Linked DNA regions of Drosophila melanogaster: region 1 is linked to region 2. A link is a contact called in public Hi-C data. All regions are on one chromosome and are shown on one strand. The core of a region is the stretch at or near the end of the contact, and the rest is flanking DNA. Distances in the headings are between cores, read along the strand shown.

Evidence for each region. Hi-C and Micro-C count contacts between places; a contact is called where the count stands out from the background.
Region 1: a contact with region 2 is called in a Hi-C map of the Kc167 cell line, with 2.3 times the contacts expected there. The contact joins the promoter of mgl here to the promoter of BCL7-like in region 2. A contact is called at or near these places in 4 of 107 Hi-C or Micro-C datasets (the Kc167 cell line, the OSC cell line and larval central nervous system) and 3 of 6 datasets of contacts at active chromatin or transcription factors (all in the Kc167 cell line).

The regions. Positions count from the first base shown.
Region 1 is chrX:9,498,168-9,504,029 of dm6, forward strand. It overlaps mgl (Megalin), which reads right to left and starts at 1,962. Exons shown (of 15, transcript NM_001298124.1): 1 at 1,707-1,962. It overlaps CG32700, which reads right to left. Exons shown (of 4, transcript NM_167192.2): 4 at 4,659-5,862.
Region 2 is chrX:9,354,184-9,360,347 of dm6, forward strand. BCL7-like reads left to right here and starts at 2,451. Exons shown (of 2, transcript NM_132334.4): 1 at 2,451-3,082; 2 at 3,380-4,411. The coding sequence starts at 2,737. The coding sequence ends at 3,498. It overlaps Zdhhc8 (Zinc finger DHHC-type containing 8), which reads right to left and starts at 2,044. Exons shown (of 11, transcript NM_167189.6): 1 at 1,932-2,044; 2 at 279-995. The coding sequence starts at 370. mgl (Megalin) reads right to left here. Exons shown (of 15, transcript NM_001298124.1): 15 at 4,313-6,164. The coding sequence ends at 6,131.

The DNA of each region.
Region 1 (5,862 bases), core at 712-3,211, 140 kb after region 2:
CAGCGACAACAATTTAGAAAATTAGTTGCACACTCAACGAAACTCGTTCCATTGGCTTTCTAACCGGCAATGAGGCAAGCAGATCAGCGGTACAGTTGGCGGGGCGGCTAAGGGGGCTTAATTTTTGTAAGCGGCCGGGGGGGGGGGGGTGTGTTGGTGTTTCGATGGGGGCTTACAAGGGGGTGGCGAGTGGGCCAACTCTCCCATTACATCTGCATATGTGGCATGCAATTGGATCTGCCTGGCATATTCCAGATTGCCATTCAATTCGATTTGTGTTGTGTGGAGTAAGCGAAAAGCGAAGGAAAAAACCGAGAGCCGACATGGTGAATTCTCGAGCGGGGTAACCAGTTAAAAATGGGAGCTAGAGCTGGCCTCCAGTTACTGGCGGGGGGGGCGATAACTGGCGTGGAATATCTTCGAAATTGCTCGATGTCTCGTATTCATATGCATTAACAACCGCTGCTTGCTAGAACTTGCGAATCTCTCAAGTTCCAGAAACCAACAATTTCATAGATATTATCACACCAGCTGGTTAACTTTTTTAACTGTTCCTATGTTAAATTACTAATCTATGTCAATTTGAAACCGTATTTGGGTATATTTAATATGCTGAACTGAAGACACTTCGTGAAATCTTTGAAAACTATTGTTTACTCTCAAGTTTACAGTTTTCAATGAAGTTATTATGCGTGTTTGAACTTGAACTATCATGCTGTCACTTCCGATTTCGTCAATTGTTTTCGTTACCAATTCATTTTTTTTTTTTTTTTTCGTTGGCAACACCTCTGGCCAATTTGCTCGCCTGGACTTTTCCAAGCCAGTCAAATTTGCACTCGAAGTGGAAAACTTTCGACTGTGAGTGTTTCGGTCGGTTGTTGTGGCAAATATATAAATTTGTGAAATTGTCAGTGCCACAAGCAGAGATGATTTACCGCCCCGGGGGCTATGCCAGCGACTCATTTATCAAGCAAAAAATAAAGAAACCCGAAAATGAAGAGAGTTCTAAGTTGCGACTGGGAAACTTTCACCGGGTGTCGTTTCAACGCGGTGCGGCAATAAAAGGGGGGAGGGGGGACCACATTTTTTTTTGCAACTCTCGCACTTGAGAATCTCGGCCGGGGAATGGGGGGAAATGCTAGCAAATCATATTTTTGGTGAGGGCGGGATTGGCGGTTGGGGGTGTGGGATTTAGTTGGTCTCAAAGTCTCTGGGCTTTATCCTGGCCAAGCCGAGTCATAAACAAATACGGTTTGCTGCTGTTTTGTTTACATTCGCAGTGTTTGGTGCCCACCGACCGACGTCTTTTGGCCAGGGGTCTTTTGGTCTCTTGGCCAGACTGGTTTTTCTCCGGCCAAAAAAGGAAGTTGCTCGTAAAGTGGCGAAAGCCGCCAACTGACTGACCCAACAACAAAGTGTGCAAAATAAAAATTGCAAGAAGAAAAATCGTTAAATAAAATAATAAAAGCGCTTTCTTTCTGTCTGCCCCTTTTGTTTTTTCTTTGTGTGTGTGTTGTGTGTTTGTTTTCTTTCTATAAATTTTTGCGGTCTGCGTTTCTTCGATTCAACTATTTTCCATATTTTTCTATTTGATATTTTGGCAATTTTGGCGATTTTCACTGATTGGTTTTTAATTTTTGCATTTTTCGGTTTCTGTTGGTGGCACAGCAAAAAAAAAAAAAAGGGAAGAAGATCGAAATATTTACCGCCGCACTCACTCGAAAAAAAAACTCGTAACACTCAATTGGAATTTAATCGGCAGGTTGGCCTTTCTTTCTTTCTTTCTATCTTTCAGTTTACTGTTGTTGTCGGCTCCGATATTCTTGTCACTCTGTTCTGGCTGCCCACACGCTGGACGTATCTGTTGTGGGCCTGGGATTCGGGTTCGGATCAGAGTCACTATCGCACTGTCACTACAGTTGGTTACTTATTAGCCGCGCTGGCTGACCGTTCACGACGACGCTCCGCGAGCGACTGACCAGCGGATGCTAGCGCAGCCCACTCGCCGCCCAACCAAAACCGAAGGCATCGAACCTTCGAACCATCGAACCATCGAACATGTTGCGTTGCAGCCGCTACTCACAGGCAGTGCGACTTCAAACAGAGGCGCCGCTTTCGAGAGCGAAAGAATTGCATTGGTATGCTCATGACTGCCCAAGGAGCTTGCTTCATCATCAAACCAATTCATTATTATTATTTAGTTCTTATTATTGAGATTATTGTACATACTTAATAGCAAGTAATAGTTCTACTAAAATGCTAGCTTCATTTTATTTGAGAACTCCGCAGCTTCGGAGTGCACATTTCTTTGTTCTCTGCTCTGCGTTTAAGTTCTAATACTATTTAGTTACGCTGCAATTCCTAATAGCCCCCATCTACACCTCTGATGCAACATCGATTCCATGGCAAGGCTATGTTCGAGCGTGCAACATGCAGCATGTTGTGTTTTCATTCGAACAATTGTTGCTGCCACAGTGCGTGTTGGTGGTTCTAATTGACAGTTTTCCAGAACAACTTGTTGAGCTTATTGTTGTCTTAATGGGGTGCTTATCTACACCTGCCACCCCCCCCCCTCCCAGACTTTTGCTTGCCTCGCGGATTATTGGAGGACAATTCCACCCCCCCCCCCCCCCACGTCACACTCTTACACTCTCTCTATCTCACTCTCTGTCCGGGTAAATTGACGATTTGAATATTTACATAAACGATTCTGATTACAATTGAATTTATTATTTAGAGCAGCTACTTAAGCCGCTAAGTCGTTGGGTACATAGGACATACATACATACATACATACATGCATATGTGTATTCATTTGTCGGCTGTCGCTTGACAAATGATACCTTTTCATGGAACTTTTATTTGTTTATTTTGCTTTCTGGAAGGCACAATCTGCGGCACGCCGAGAATATTGAGTAAACACACAATTGCTGCTTGCCACGTGCAACGTGCTCGATGCTGGCAGCGAACGCGGTTCGAGTTGCAAGCCCCTTCAACAGGTTGCCAGGTTGCTCTACGAAAATAATGTAAGCTCCTTTACAAGTCCGTACGAAAATTAATTCAATACTCGGCTAAAAATAAACGCACTTGTTCTCAAGTACAAGCTTACACTCACACACATATGAAACGGAACCTAAGTAAATCCCATTGTTTTGGTTTTAGAACTGAGCAGGAGAATTTTGAAGAAGTTCTTCAATATTTACTCCCAAGAATTCGAGTGTATCCAAACTATTCGAATAGGGCCTTCTTCCGCGAAAAAAATCGCTTTAATTGCAGAGCAAGTCAGTCACCAGCCAAATGAACAGCTGTTTCGGCTCCTAAAAACTTTTGCCTGACCGCCTGCTGGCCGTTCCGCATTCTTGGAAGCGGAATTGAACAATTTGAGATTTTCGAAGGGGAAAAGCTGTTTCGCCTATCAGGTGGCCAAGTAGAAAGATATATACATTTCCAATCCAGTGCTGCGGAGACATCACCGAACGCTCTACGAGCTATAGGAAAATTCTCTATTGCGTCTTAATGGATTCACAAAACATTCTCGTTTAGACATATTTCGCAGTGAAAGGTGATAGGGCCAAGAAAAACAATTGGCCGAAACCGAAATGCGAAGTAAACTTTTCATGCACAAAAACCAAAGCGTGCAATTCTTATATTTATATTTACCCAGAGATTCTCGCGCGTTTTATGACGAGGGTCATTTGGGGAAAGCGTGACCCGGCCGAAAATAAACAAAATAAATTTATTAACCATCTCCAAAGTTTAAACAGCCGTAGAGCATGTTCTCGAGTGGGGGGCAGTGCGCCAAGGTTGCACACTTGATCGCAATTCAAATAAATGACTGGCTTACACAAATTATATGCGAACTTATTAACTTAAGCCAATACATCAAAATATGTTTAAATATTATATCAAAAATAATAAAGTTTTTATTTCAAGAAATTCCCCACCAACCATAACATTTCCTAAGTTATTTATTGAATAATCAGAAACCACGTAGATATTAACTATACGTACTAATCGTGTTGTTAATCTCGAAATTGGTTTAACTATTGTTCCGGATATGTAACTGGATGCAACGGATATGATATAAGGTAAATTATTTGGGTGAGCCCAAGTGCATGTGAGTAATTGGAAAAGTTTGACACGTTAACACGACACAAGTTGGTTAACTGATGTTATATTTTTTCAACAAGCTATTTTCCACGTAACCCAGGGGAAAAATAACCTTTGCTTAGCAAAAAAAACGGAAATCCGTTTAAAAATAAAGCTTAAACGACCACAGCTTTTAGCCAGCATTTCACTCTGGTTTATTGGTTTAAGCCAAAATAAACCTATAATATCGACTTTTAACAGCTTCAAAAAGCTAACACTTTTAAGCTTTAAGCTTTTGCAGAAAGCAGTGTTACTGTGACTTGGGAAAGTGACCGTTAAAAGCTTTTCTATTTCCTTCAACAACTTCTGTTAAGCCAAAAGAGCTTTTCCGAAAAATGTTACACCAATGTTAATGTAAGGAAATCGTTTTCTTTATTTAATCATTGTATTCTTAAGTCTACTGTAAGTAATCGTTTTAATTAGTAATTTTAATTTCTGTTGTGGATTCCATTCCGCGTCTCCTGCGTTTTTGCTTTCTTACTTTTCTTTTCTTTTTTTTTGTTACTTTTGCTTTAGTTTAGTAATAATATTCATTATAAGATACGAGTAATCTCAAACACAATAGAGACAGTTACAGAGCGACACACACATTTTAATTATATTATTATTGCTAAGACACAAGAAATAACGATTTTGAAATAAATGCTAACAAAAAAAAAATTAGAAAGAGTGCCAGCCCGGTTTTTTTTTTCAAACCGTGCCTTTCCAAAATTTCTTCTTTTGTGGTTTGCTTATTTTGAATATAAGGATTGTGGTTCACGATTATTTATTTGGCGGGTACAATAGATTTACAAATGGAGTTTTATGAGATTCTGGAAAACCTTTTGCTAAATACAATAATTTCCCTCGAATTTCTGCAATGGCTGACACAACTTTTCTTACATTTATCTCCGATTTTTGGCAAACATAATGGCGAACTACGAGTACGACTAGTATTTTTTATTCATTTTCATCTCAGCTTCACCTACAAATTATATGTATAGAATATAATCTGCAATATATAGGTATATCTGTATATATTTCATTAAGTATATTTAATATTTAAAACTCTTTGTAACATTTAATAAAGTTAAACATTGATTGCTCTTGCGTTGTGACAATAAGTTACTATATAATCATATAATCAATCTGTCATTATGTATACATATAGCTCATTTCTATAAATATATCTTTTACATCCTTGCATTCTCATCATCATTTTTGCCATCATCATCCAAATTCTCCATCATCTCGTGTTGATTATCCTTGACTATGTTTAATAATAAAAAAATTCTCTAGTTTTGTTTTACACACATCTTTTGTATTTTTCCTTCGTCGTCCAGCGACATTTTGCTCAGGTCAAATTAGAGGAAAGGGAAATTTTTAGTTACGGGTCTCTTTAATTCTCCACCCATTTCATATTGAAAATTGGGGCATTTTCCTTCATTTTCCTGGAGTGCTAAGAAGACGCAAACTCGTTTCCGGTTCGAATAGAGGAACACAGAGAGTAAATTAAATATTCGAGTATTTTGTTATGTACATTCTAAATATATTTATGACGAGGACATATATCCTATGTTTATGTGTACACTCTATGAGAAACAACAACATCGAGACTTATATAAAAGAAAACTTCAACGACTTGAGAGTGCGGCGATCTCTTCAATTCATATTTCCATTTTTAATCAAGGGTGCAAAAATAATACCCAAATCTTTTGTAAATATAAACCTAAA
Region 2 (6,164 bases), core at 1,201-3,700:
GGTCTAGAGAGAGGAAAGTACGCGTGTGTGGCAACAGTGAATACCGCCTAAGGCACATTCAATATTCATGAACTTCTCGCGAAGCCACCGCAAACTAACCATATATATTTAGTGATATATAGCACCCACTCGCAGATTGCACTACTTTTGTGACAATGGAAATGAAATTCAGTCGAAAGAAACTCAAAGGTATTTGGTCATTTTTTTAAGGTTTCTGAACTAAACTGTTGAATGTTATATTAACTTATAATTATTTTATCATTAAAATGGCTACTTACGGATAGAAGAAGAAGAGAAATGTGGTCAGAAGCAGCACAATCCAGGCGAAAGTCGCAGGAATGTAGCGCGTTTTCACATCGCATTTGGGCATTTTCCTATTTTCCTATTTGTTGGTTGTTGTTTCAGTTGTTGTTGTTGCTAGTGCAGTCTCTCAGTATTGCTGATTTGTTGTTGTTGCTGTTGGCCAATGTTGTTGCAGTGTCGTTGACCGTTTTTTTCTTCTTGGCAATGAAATGCGTTTTGTTTTTGTTGCTGCTGTCGCTGATGAGGTTGCCGTTTTGGTTGCAGTTGCAGTTGTTGTGCTTGCTGCTGTTGTTGTTGTTGCTGCTGCCGCTTGATGACGTTTCTTGACTTGGCTTTCTCTCAATCTATCTATCTCACTCGCTCTCTCTCTCTGTGTGTTTGTTGTTTTATTTCGTATCTTTTATATTTTGTTTAAGGATGATTTTATTTTTTTTTTTGGTTGGGGGGGGGGGGTACTTTTGGTAGGAGGGTCGGGTGGCGGGGTCGGGCGAGGGGCAGAGAGAGAGGGGGCGGGAAACAAGCGAGACGGCGAGACGAAGCGGCGACGCGTGAAACGGGATCGACGACGTCGACGGCGGCAGAGACAGCGACGCCGGCAGCGCGGCTTTCAGATTCGCGGGAAACGGAAAATCGGGAAAACTCGGGGAAAATTCAGCTTCGACTTTTCAAAGTTCTGGCTTTTGAAGCGGCTGCTGTTTTGGGGAAATTGCAGAAATAAATTTATAAATGAAACTGATTAGGTACACTCAAGAAAAATATTTCACTTAACTTTCACTTGAAAAAAAAATCACAATTTCAAATGACACATTACACTCGCATTTCATACATTCGCTATCAATTCGTATTATATTTACTGCTGAGTCCCAAGAATCTCACTTAAAAAAATGAATACTTATGATTGAATAAAATAAAATGTTTAGTGCTAATTAGCATATTGCTGCACATTTAAGTAAAATGTTTAACTTATCAAATGACAACATAGAATGAAATAAAATATCACACTAACATAGATTCCTCTAACTTAAATTCCGAAATGTTGAACTAATTTATATCGCTCGTTCCCCTTGTTTACTTTTGTTTAAATTCCTGCCATTTGAGTTGTTTACTTTATTTTAAATTTCTATAATTTATTCCAATTTGTTTGCGTTTCTCTCTCTCTCTCTTTTTCTCTTTCGGGCGAGGAGCGATTCTAGCCTTGCGTTTGCATTGGTGTTAGTATCGGTGTTAGCTTACGCACACATTTCTAATATCAATTATCCAGGGGGAAAATTTAAGAAAAAAATAAGATCGCTGGCTTTCTCCTGATTTTCGTACAACTATTTTCAATTTCGTGTGCGTTTGTCGTTTTGCCTTTTTCGTCTTTCCCCACTTTTCTTCGTTCTCTTTTCCACCGCTGCTTCTTCTTCTTCTCTTCCTCGTCCTCCTATCACCCTCTTGCTCGTTCGCCTGGCTCTTCACATATACCAGCAGACACACACATTCACGCACGCACACACATACATTCGCACACGCACGTTGTTGCTGCAACGTTTTTTTTGTTTTTTATTTCGGCGTCGCCTGCATTTTCATCTTAATTATCGCTCTCGCTCGCACGCACTGCGAGTTTCAATTCGCGTAAATAACTTCACTTTTCCCGGCTTTGTGCGACTTTTCATTCCATTCTAATGGGCGGCGAACGTTCGGTTCGCATTACGAAAAAATAAATAAAAAATAAGCGGAGCGTACGCATAATTTCGTCGGTCGGTGGAAAAACATCGAAAAACCATCGAGCCATCGAAGTGACATCGTAGCATTGTGATATCGATATGTTGTCGATGATAAAGAATCGACAAATCGATACTCATCGCGCATCGATATTTCGCCCATCACTCTCACGATGGTACACGAAAATATACTAGATTATACCATTTGGCAACATTGGCGTTGCCAGATAATAGAAACCGTTGGACTAACAGTTCAAAATTATTATTTAAAAATTTAACGGTTGTAGCTGTTCAAAAACAAACGGCTAATAATTTAGCTCAGCTCAAAAATTAAGCACTTGAGTTACAAATCATACACGAATTAATAAGCTATCACACTTTAGCACGGACCTTTAGCCAATGGTCACACTGCAGCCCGTGAAAACAACGGGCAATCATTCGATAACATCAGTTGAAAATCACGCTTGCTATCGATTACTTATTTTTGTTGTATTAAAAAATATTTTTGCGAATTGCCAAAAAAACTGAACTATCCACTGGTTAACTGGTCGAGACCAGCCAAAATCACGAGACACGATCCCACTTAAAAGCCAGACGGGGAGAGTTCAGTTGTGAAGCAGCCAGAAGTAGCGAAAACACTTAGCGGCTTTTCGTGTGACGCCGACTTTGGCTAAGGAGGAAAAGCGATTAAAGCAGGAAGAGCCAGACCAGGCGCCATCGACCCACAGACATGTCGCGCAGCGTGCGGGCGGAGACGCGCAGCCGGGCGAAGGATGACATCAAGCGGGTGATGCAGGCGGTGGACAAGGTGCGCCACTGGGAGAAGAAGTGGGTGACCATCAGCGACACCACCATGAAAATCTACAAATGGGTGCCCATCGCCTCCGCCAGTGAGAAGAAGGCCAAGCTGGAGTCCTCGCCGGGATCGGCTGCTGTCCGGAGACCGCCCCCCGGCTCGGGCGTTACGCCGGTCGGCGGCAGCAAGAGCGATAAGGAGAACTCTCAGAAGGGCACGCCCACGCCGCCGCAGATCACGCCCAGCTACCAGGGACTAACCGCCGAGGACTCTAACACCTGTAAGGATGGCTATGTGCTGGTTCTCTTTAAATAAGTAGTTGGGTTCTATGTCTGCAAGCACTGCGTTAGGAGCCAAAACAAAAAAACAGGATGCAGTATATGGATTTTAGGACCTTTACGAGGTGCCATTAGTCTCATAAGCTTGCGGAGCTGCTATAAAAATTGCTGTCTTTGCATTAGCGATATTGTTTACATTTGGTTTTTGGCTTCAAAGCGTATTTCCTATTCAGCACAATTTATCACTCCAAAGCACATGTTTACTCTGTCTTATTCATGCGATCTCTATCTGTACACAGGTTTCTCCGTCGTGTCCGACAGCCAGGGCGCCGACTTCGTGTCGAGTATGCCCTTCTCTGAGGACTCGAACTCGCAGGGCAGCGATGGACCCGTGAAGCGATTGAAGACGAGCGACTAGCCAAACATTCGCAGGCACAGCGTCTACAGCAGCAGCAGCAACTAACTAAGAGCCCTAGTTAAGTTAGGTTAGCACCGACAGCACCGGACGACGAGAGAGTATCTGCCTCAGCCCAAGACTTAAGCACTTCCCTTACACTAGCAGTTTCTTTACGGCTGTCAGACTGTCCCGCCATAAGCCTCATTTATTTGTCATCAAAGCGGGGGTAGCTGATGGTCGATAGGTCATAGGTCCATAGCATTAAGATCAAATGTGACAACTTATTTATTAGAAAGACATGCGAATCGATTTGAGTACGAACGTAGAATGGATATGTAATTTTGTAATAGCTGCTTAAGATACAAAACAGCCAGTCTGAATGTTGTAAACCGTGTAAAGTTTTTTGACTTTCGATTTCTAGACGTTTTGACAACAACTAGTTTATAACTTAGCGTACTAACATAAAGGCTACTTTTTTTTGTTCACTATAAAACTGGCTTGAAAACAATTGATGTACTCGTTCATAAGTTGATTTTCCTTGTAAATTTCGCTTGTAAACGCTTTTCTACGCATTCAGTGAATGCAACAGACTTGAAATCGAAGCGTTTACAAGCTAAAGCTTATAGTTTGTTAACGAATTGATCAAAGCAAGTCAAACCGAAAACGAATATGAACCCGCGATAGATGCACAAAGATTAACCGAAATCGAAAATTGAACCAGTAAACCTCTTTATAGTACACTTACCAACATAAATGTGACATTAACATTTAACTGCCAGCAGGGCGCGAAAAATATGCAAATGTTCGCTGAAGATTTACTTATTGTTTTTTTTTTACATTTTTTTATGATTTTTCTTTATTGAATGTTTTAGTTTTCTTCATCTTACAATTTTCCCCCCGTATGTATAATAATAAAAAAAAGTTTTATTCTTTCAACAAATAGTTTTTTTTTTCATTTCATTCGTAGTTTTACTCTTATTATGTTCTGGTTTTCTTTTTCGTTATCCATTATGTAGCTTGACATTAAATATACAATTAACTTCACATATAGCGTTGTATATGGCCCGATTGGCGTATACAGCTTTAGTTTCTCTCATCTTTCACTAAAATTTATGCTAAAACACGCTTAAATGAAGGGAAGCACAGATTTTGCACAGAGAACGAAAATGAAAAAAAAAATGCACACACATTTCGACTTTCGAAGAGAAAGATAAATCATAAATCATAATACAATTCATAAATCGATGATATAATTAAAAAATAAAATATTTATATATTTATATATGGTGTGTAAAAAACACGCGCGACAAGTTGCAACTACACACACAAAACGTAATAAAATAGAGAAAAATAGAAAAGCAGATCGGGTTGCGCGAGAACCAAAAAAAAAAAAAAAATAAAAAAACGGGAGAAAGGAAAAGCTACGCTTTTCTTTGTTGCACAGTGTAGGCGGTTGGCGGGGGGAGGGGATTGCACGTATCTTTTGTTTTTGGAATGTATTGCGAATTGGAAATGCGGAAAAGCCCCTGGTATTCTGGATTATTAGCACTTTCCTGTCTGTCCTGTCTGTGTGTGTTTGAATAAATAATTAAATTATAATTATAATTATAATTAATAGATATACATATGTGTGTGTGTGTGGGGAATGGGGAATGCTTGTTTTCTATCCTGGATTTAGCACAAAAGTTTTTGCTCTTTCGCTCGATACATTTAGGTTCACACATATATATATATATATACATACATATATAATTTGTTGTTGTATATTTTTTAGCTCGCTTTTTTTTGTTTGTTATTTTTTAGAAAAATATATAGAAATCCTAGCTGGGAATCGTCCCCTAATTGCCTTGTGTATACATATAGATATTTTGTTTTCCGATTTACATACATATATAGTTAATATTGTCATTTAGCTTTCAAAAAAATATACTTCTTGCCTTAATTTTGTTTCGTTTATCATTTTTGCTTGCTTTTTACAATCCTCCTGTTTTGCGCAAAAGTATCTCGATTAGCAAAAAACATTAGTTTCGCACAAAAATTACAAAAAAACAAAAAAAAGAACAGTGGGCTACAAAAATTGGCTTTACAAAAGTTGCTGTGTTGCTCTCTTAGTGTTTTGTGTACATTTATAGTTTTGTTTTTAGTAATTATTTAATAATAATTGCAACAGTTTTTTTTTTTTTGTTTTTAGTTGGTTTCTCCTGTGGGGGGTTGCATATGTTTATCAATTTTTGGATATGTTTGCTTATTGGCGTCCCCAGTCCCCGAGGACTTGCTACTCCTCCTTCTGCTGATCCTTCTCCTCCTCCTCCTGCATCTTCTCCTCCTGATCGTGTTGCTACTCTCTGTGGGTGGTGTGTGTTTTCTGTTGGGGTCACGGCTAGACCTTGGTGGTGACCTTGCCAGCGGTGGCTACCTGCCAGGATTTGTGATGTTTACTACTAGAACGTCCCTGTCCCTGCTGCTGATGTTGCTGCTGTTGCTGATGCTGCTGCTTCTGATGCTGCTCCCTCCTCTGCTTGACCAGTATGTGTTATGTCTGCAGCGGATAGCTGTTCTCGGGATGCTGCTGCTGCTGATGCTGCCGGCGCTGTTGGCGGCAACTGGCCATCGCAACTGCCGCCGCAACGACAGCCGATTGACGGGCTTGATATCAGCACTCGGACTTATCCTCCTCCACCAGGAAC